Linked DNA regions of Mus musculus: region 2 is linked to region 1. A link is a contact called in public promoter capture Hi-C data. All regions are on one chromosome and are shown on one strand. The core of a region is the stretch at or near the end of the contact, and the rest is flanking DNA. Distances in the headings are between cores, read along the strand shown.

Evidence for each region. Promoter capture Hi-C pulls out the DNA fragments that hold promoters and counts their contacts.
Region 2: a contact with region 1 is called in a promoter capture Hi-C map of liver, with 3 times the contacts expected there. The contact joins the enhancer-like site here to the promoter of Septin3 in region 1. A contact is called at or near these places in 2 of 39 promoter capture datasets (hippocampal neurons and liver), 1 of 115 datasets of contacts at active chromatin or transcription factors (embryonic forebrain) and 1 of 9 other capture datasets (embryonic stem cells).

The regions. Positions count from the first base shown.
Region 1 is chr15:82,267,234-82,270,485 of GRCm38.p6, forward strand. Septin3 (septin 3) reads left to right here and starts at 1,569. Exons shown (of 12, transcript NM_001368785.1): 1 at 1,569-1,834. The region is part of intron 2 of Gm52180 (a long non-coding RNA gene); the gene reads right to left.
Region 2 is chr15:83,304,067-83,307,318 of GRCm38.p6, forward strand. It overlaps Arfgap3 (ADP-ribosylation factor GTPase activating protein 3), which reads right to left. Exons shown (of 16, transcript NM_001357756.1): 14 at 2,815-2,905. Among named protein-coding and RNA genes, the nearest start is that of Gm32788, 8.9 kb to the left of the region's middle. Within about 2 kb of position 1,730, at least 94 of the 459 cell types and tissues checked have an H3K27ac peak or open chromatin away from gene starts, as enhancers often do. A contact at or near this core is called in embryonic stem cells and liver, where this site is marked.

The DNA.
Region 1 (3,252 bases), core at 319-2,818:
GGCCAACTTGGTATATGTAAGACCCCATCTAAAACAAAAACATCTGCTTCAGCTGCTGTCTGGAGTTTCAGAAGAAGACTAAGGGAGATCTGACTTGGGAGTAGGGTAACACATTTCTAACAATTTCTGAATACAGGCCATTTGCTATTATTTTAATTTATGCAAAATGGCAGTCTGAGCATTGCCAATGATACAATCAAAATATCCATCAGTTCTAGGAAAAAACCCACTGAAACAGCTAAGATTTAGTTTCATAAAAACAAACGAACATCTCTACCTCATTAATATGCAAATTTGCCTTTGTCTTTAACAAATGGTAAACTTTTACGTGTACCAAAGAATTATTTTAAAATAAATTTCTTTTTTTCAAATTAATGTTATCTATTTGGTGTTATTCTGTTTTGTTGTTTCTGTGGCTCTGGGGACTGAACTCAGAGTTTTATGCACGTCAGCCGGGAGCTCTGTCACTATACCAATCCCCAGGCAAAATGGATCAATTCCTTTGAATTATTCTCAGTAAGTACTCGATGTATAGGACTGTATTCTATACCTATATACATGACGCTGAGTACAAATGTCTCGGCTACAGCGGCTGCAGATAGAAAAAATGACAAGAGGTTTGCTCAGAGATGGTCAGTCAACCCTGGAGGGAAAGGAGGCAGACCAGCAGGCGAAAGACAGAGATGGATGGGACGCGGGTCTTGCTCTGAAAGGAGGGAGGCGGGGTGGATTCTAGATCTTCAGGCTGGAAGAAATCACTTCAGGGCATCTAATCTCTAACTGAGAAGACAGCTGAGAACTAGGAGGGTTTTGTTATTGTTGTTAGGTTTGGTTTTTTTGTTTGCTTGTTTTTTTCCGGGACAGGATTTCTGTGTAAAGCCCTGGCTGTTCTGGAACTTACTGATACCGGCCTCTACCTCCTAGTGCTGGGATTAAAAGTGTGTGCCACCACCTCCTGGCCTATTGGACAGGAGTCTTATAATGAGTGGTCAGGCAAGGAGAACCCAGGGCCCCTGACTTCAGCCCCACCCAGCTGCTTGATCTCCAGGAGGTAATAAGGCAGTGTAGGCCCTACAGAGCCGGCTCCCCAGGGTGTCCAGGCTGATTTTGCCACCTCTTTCTTTTCTCAGGGCCTCAAAACATGTAGGGAGGGGAAAGAACTCAGACAGCGCCCCTCCCCCTCCACTGTGATTGCTTGCAGGTTGCCTGGTAACCAGGGCATAGCCAGCTATGGCAACCTAAGGCTCAGAGGGATGAGAATGGGATGAGAAGAGAAGAGGATCCTGGGCCCACACGTTCATCATTCAGTCACTGTGAGAAACATGCTGAGTGATTCTTGTTAGGCCCTGGGACCCAGAGAAGGATAAGATCTGCGTCTTTCAGGACTTTGCTGTCCAATATGGTAGATGGACATTCAAATGAAATAAAATTGAAAAAAAAAATCCAGGTCCTTGGTCATCATAGAATAGTGGTAAGTGCTCGGGAGCCGCCTGTGGCTGGTGGCTATTTTATTGGACAGTGGACACATAGAACATTTCCATTATCACAGAAAGTTCTATTGGCCGGCCAGAAGCTCACTCGCCAAGGCGAGCAGCTCACAGGAAAGCAGGCCAGAGCCCCCAGTGTTGTGGGGTATGGCAGAAAGGAAGTGGCAAGATGATGGGTCGAGGACATGCCAAGAGAACGTTGGGCTTGGCTCCTGGCTCAGAGTGAGTGTTTAGGGCACGTCTGTGGCCTGCACTCTGTGGCTGAGATGCTGTGCCCATCTGCTTACGGGCCTGGCTTTGGCAGAAGACTCTGAGTTTCTCCAGCCTGGCTCAGTCCCTGGCACAGAGTAAGTACCCAGCCAATGGCGTCTCTTCCCACCACGGTCCTTCTCATACTATCATGTGACAGAGCAGCCTGGTGCTGGGGAACCCAGGAAAAGGTTCTTAGCCCAGTGGCCACAGGCTGCTGAGGATCTGCCTCACCAGAGACAGCTGGGGTAGGTCTGTGGATTTCTTTGAGGTCTGGCCCGGGGCTGGCTAGCTTCATACCCCGAGTCTTACTTAGCAGAGGATCTGTCTGAAGCAGGATGGGTCTCAGAGAATGGATTTGAAGGGTACAGTTGTATACACAGAAATCCCAACATGAAGCACAACCGCAGGAGCATGGACACAGATGGCCCTGGGGTCAGCAAAGTCTTAGGTGGTTGCAGAGGGAAAGTGGGAGGGCATGAGACAAACAGGGACATCACCGTTGGAGTAGCTCAGTTCTCTCTTACTGGTGACACTTCTCAAGGGTCCAGTCTTGGAGACAAGGACACATGGGTTATGTGCCATCCCCTCCCTAGGTGGCTCTGCGCGTATAGGGCAGCTCAGCTGGCTGACGCCCATAGCTCTGTAGGATTCCAGAGACTCAGAGCAGCCATTCACTGCCACCCACTCTCAAGAGGCCAGAGCCTCCCTGCCCGGAGCCCAGTCCAGCGAGAGGGACAGGTCAGGGGAGAACTGGGCCCTCAGCTAGTGGACTATGATCAGGAGGCTTAGTGAAAGCTCAAGAGAGGACCCAGAGAAGAGAGGTCTCTGAGCCCGGCCACATGGCTAGCCTCTGGGTGCAGAGGAGTGGGTGGGGTCTGCAAGAGGTCAGCTTCCTTGACTGAAAACCACCGGCTTCTTTTCTGTCTTCTGATCCAGGTAGGTGTGCCTGCCTGTTTGTGTGTGTGTGTGTGTGTGTGTGTGTGTGTGGGTATGTGGGGAGGGTAGAACCAAGGTGTTCACAGGACACGGGGCTCACTGAGGAGGCAAGGATCTAGTGACACAAGAACAAGGTGACCTCAGGAGTTCTGGTCCTTGGGTCTGTGGCTAAGCGAAGGGTGAACACGGTGTGCCCAGGTGCATGTGGTGGGAACAGTGGGCAAGAGAGGTCAGGGCGGCAGGGATATGCCTAATGGAGAAGAGGCAGAGAGGCTGGACAGTTGAGAGAAATACATGGCCAGAGATGATAGGCTAAAGCCATCCCTTAAGGCAGAACAAGAGCCCCCTTGCATCCTGCTTCTCCTGTTCCAAACTTCAGAGAGACGGATGCGATACCACTCTCTACTGGCAGCCCTCACCTCCCCCGCCTCTCCCCTGCCCTCCCCCCCCCCCCCCCGGCCAGTCTTGGCCTGTGGTGTTGAAAGTAATGGAGATAACTTTGTCCCAGAGGCAGCACCAGTCAGCCCCCTGGGGACCCTGGAGACCACCTTGGGGAGTATGGTTCGACTACCTGTCA
Region 2 (3,252 bases), core at 480-2,979, 1.0 Mb after region 1:
GGGTTCAAAACACTGGCAGGTACTTGTCTGAGACAGGCACCGCAGCCTCTGATGTGCTAAAATCATAGGTCAGTGAGTGAGCTAGAATCTGGCCCTCAGGGTGCTGCCACCTGAGAGCGTGGGTAAGGAGCTTGCAGGCAAAGGTCTAAGAACACGCTGAGCCTGGAGCTGCAGGCCCGCATGCCCACATGCTCACACAGGCTGCACGCCTGGCCCCTGAGCCAACTTTGCACGGAGGCAGCTCAGCAAGAGGGTGGTTCAGGATGTGGGGCCATAGCTTACGGTACACTGGAACAATCTGTCCTTGAAAGAGACACTGGGCAGGGGGAGGGCAGTTGGGGAGATGGCTCTCTGGATAAAGAACTCATCAAGTGTGAGGAGGGGTTCGGATCATAGCCCATGATGGGCGTGGCAGCCCACCTGTAATTCCAGATTGAAGGGAGGAGACTGCAGATCTCCCAGAGCAACCTGCCAGTTAGACTAGTCCGATCTGTGAGCTCTGGGTTCAATTAAGAGACCTGCCTTAAAGAATGGAGAGTGGAGAGTGAAGGGGGAAGATTCCCACCAGTCTCTGTCCTCCACGTGCACAGGTACGCGCACACACACATATACACATACATACAACACACTCTTACATGCTAAAAGCACCAAGGGATAAGCGGGGAAGTGGGAAATAGCCTTTCCCTAACATGGCTGTCACTCTTTCCCCTACTCTCGCATCTGGGGCCCTGAGCACTCTATCCTTCCCACACAGGGCCCAGTCCACAGCCCACACACTCTCTGGCCCTGCTGCGCTGGTGGCTCTGATGATCTCCGAGCTCCCCACTCAGTCTTTCAACCTTCTCTGGCAGACACCAGCCCTGAGTACCATGCACGATGTCTAGCACGCCTCATAGAGCATCTACTTCCCAGGAAGCACACATGGGCCATGAACCCCAGCCTGCTTGATCTGACCCGAGAGTGATGGGAATGAGGCCACACAGACCTGCTTCCAACACTAGCATAGGCTCTTTGCAGCTGTGCATGCATGCCAAATGAGGCATCCTTAGCAGGCAGATCTCCGAGTTCGAGGCCGGCCTGGTCTATAGAATGAGTAGTCCTCTGTAAGGCCATCCAGCAGCTCGGAGGCGGGGTAAGGGGGGTTCAGGCAGGCAGCCACAACAGTCCCACCTACCTGGGCTCAGTAGAGGGGCAAGTTCTGCTCAAGGCAGACAGCTAGCCATAGTCGCCAGAGTCAGGGGTGGCCTGGCGCCCTAGGGAGTACCTCACAATACTGAGTTGCTATGGGCCCAGGGTCAGAGTTCAGTGGACCTTTGTTCTGTGGTTGGGGCAGGAGGAAGTCTGAGCTGGCCTGAGCTCTGTAACAACATGCAGGGCAGAAGGGTGTGTTCCCTTCAAAGAGCTCTCTCGTTTTTTTTTTTTTTCTTCTTCTTTTTGTTTTGTTTCGCTTTGTTTTTATAACAATAATGTTTTGGAGTAAATGTTCCAGGAAATTCATTAGAAAAGCATTCAGAGACTTCAACAGCCTTGGCCTTGGGACTGAGCTGTCTGACTGGCTCCGGCACTGCCAGGGCAGGCGCTCTGCTGGGAGACCTTGAGGAGGCGGAGCGCCTTTGTGCCAGGGTCACATCCCAGCAGGAAGCTGGCCCGACAGAAGGCTATGATGTGAGGGTCAGACTGAAGCCAGGAGTCAGGGTGGCCCTAGCTAAAGCTTCACCGGGCAGTGACTGACCAAGAACAGCAGCCTCTGCCCTGTCAGGCACCAGCGCAGCCAGCTGGCCCTCCTGTCTCTCTGAACACTGTTGCCTACCTGCCAGCCACTTTGCCAGCACACACCAGCCTAGAATGGTTCTCCTGGCTTAGGCCCAGGAAGCTGGTTAGTGCTGCTGTATCTAAGGCCCAAACCTCCACACAGAAAGTTCCAGAGAGTCGAGACTACCCTACTCCTCCTCTGTGGAAGCGGCATCCAATACACATGTCTGATCCACATGTCTGAGAGACGGTGTGGCCACCAGGATGGTTACCCTACACAAATGCTCAGGCCTTCTGCACACCAAAGCCAGTCAGGTTGTGAAGTGTGCAATCCAGCGTACAGAGAGCACTCAGCCTGCAACGCTGGCGCCTGAGATCTCTTCCTCTTAGTTCTTTTCCTGAAACGACCTCAGAGGCTGCTGCCATTTCATGCTCGCCCTGTGGCCTGGTGGGCTGTGCGCGGTGTTCATGTAGGCCTTCCGGGATAGGGGGTACAGAGGTCAATGCAGAAGGCACAGCTCTGTCCAGGCAGTGAAGGGCCTACTCTGAGCTCCTGGGTGGACTCCAGCCCGGGGATGACCAGACGCCCCATGCAGAGATGTAGCAGGCAGTGCAGCCAGGCCCTTCCTCTCCACCTGTCAATTCCCAAGCTGTACCGAGTCTTTTTCGGAGTTACTCGCTCCTTCCCACCTGTGCATCCTGAGGGCTCAGGGCCTGTGAGGTGGCTCCTGGGGCTCACTCCAGGACTGATACCGTACACAGTATCTCAGGTCAACCATTCCACAGGAAAGAGACAGAGGCCAACTAGCCAGTGGCTGGCATCTCACAGGTCACAGGAACCCCTGCCACCTCTATGAACAATGATCTTGATACTAAGTTGCCAAATGACAGGGGCACTGTGGCATAAATGTCATGACTTCCGTCTCAGGGGACACCTCAGCTCTCATTGCTCACATAGGGACAAGGCTTAGGGTACTAGGGTGTGGAATCTTGGGAAGGGAAGGTCCTATGGGGATGCACGCGCTGGGGCTGGGGATGCCCTGGAGCCCTGGTGAGCCTCACCTGCAGTCTGCTTCCTCTGCTCATCAAAAAGGTCTGCAGAGCTTATGGAGGAGCTGGTGGAGAGCCTCTCCAGCCGCGCCCGGGTTTCAAACTAGGCAGAAATAGAGGCAGAGTCAGACTCCAAGAACTGCTGAAGAGAGATGGGGGTGGGCTTGTTCCCTTGGTTCTCCACCTCCCAGTCACCCCAAGCCAGGGCCTGGAGATGATGGAGGTCACAGGTGGGTGGGGCAACATCCCACATCACTGTCATTATGATCAGTATGAGGGGCAGCCAGAGTTGACACTCTGCTCTCAGCTATTCCTTAGAAATGCCCACACCACTTAGCACATCAATTTGAATGGCTTCAAGGGTGTATGTGTGTGGGTGTATATGTGTATGTATATATGTGTATATGTGTATGTGTGTATGCATGTATATGTGTGTGTATGTATGTGTAT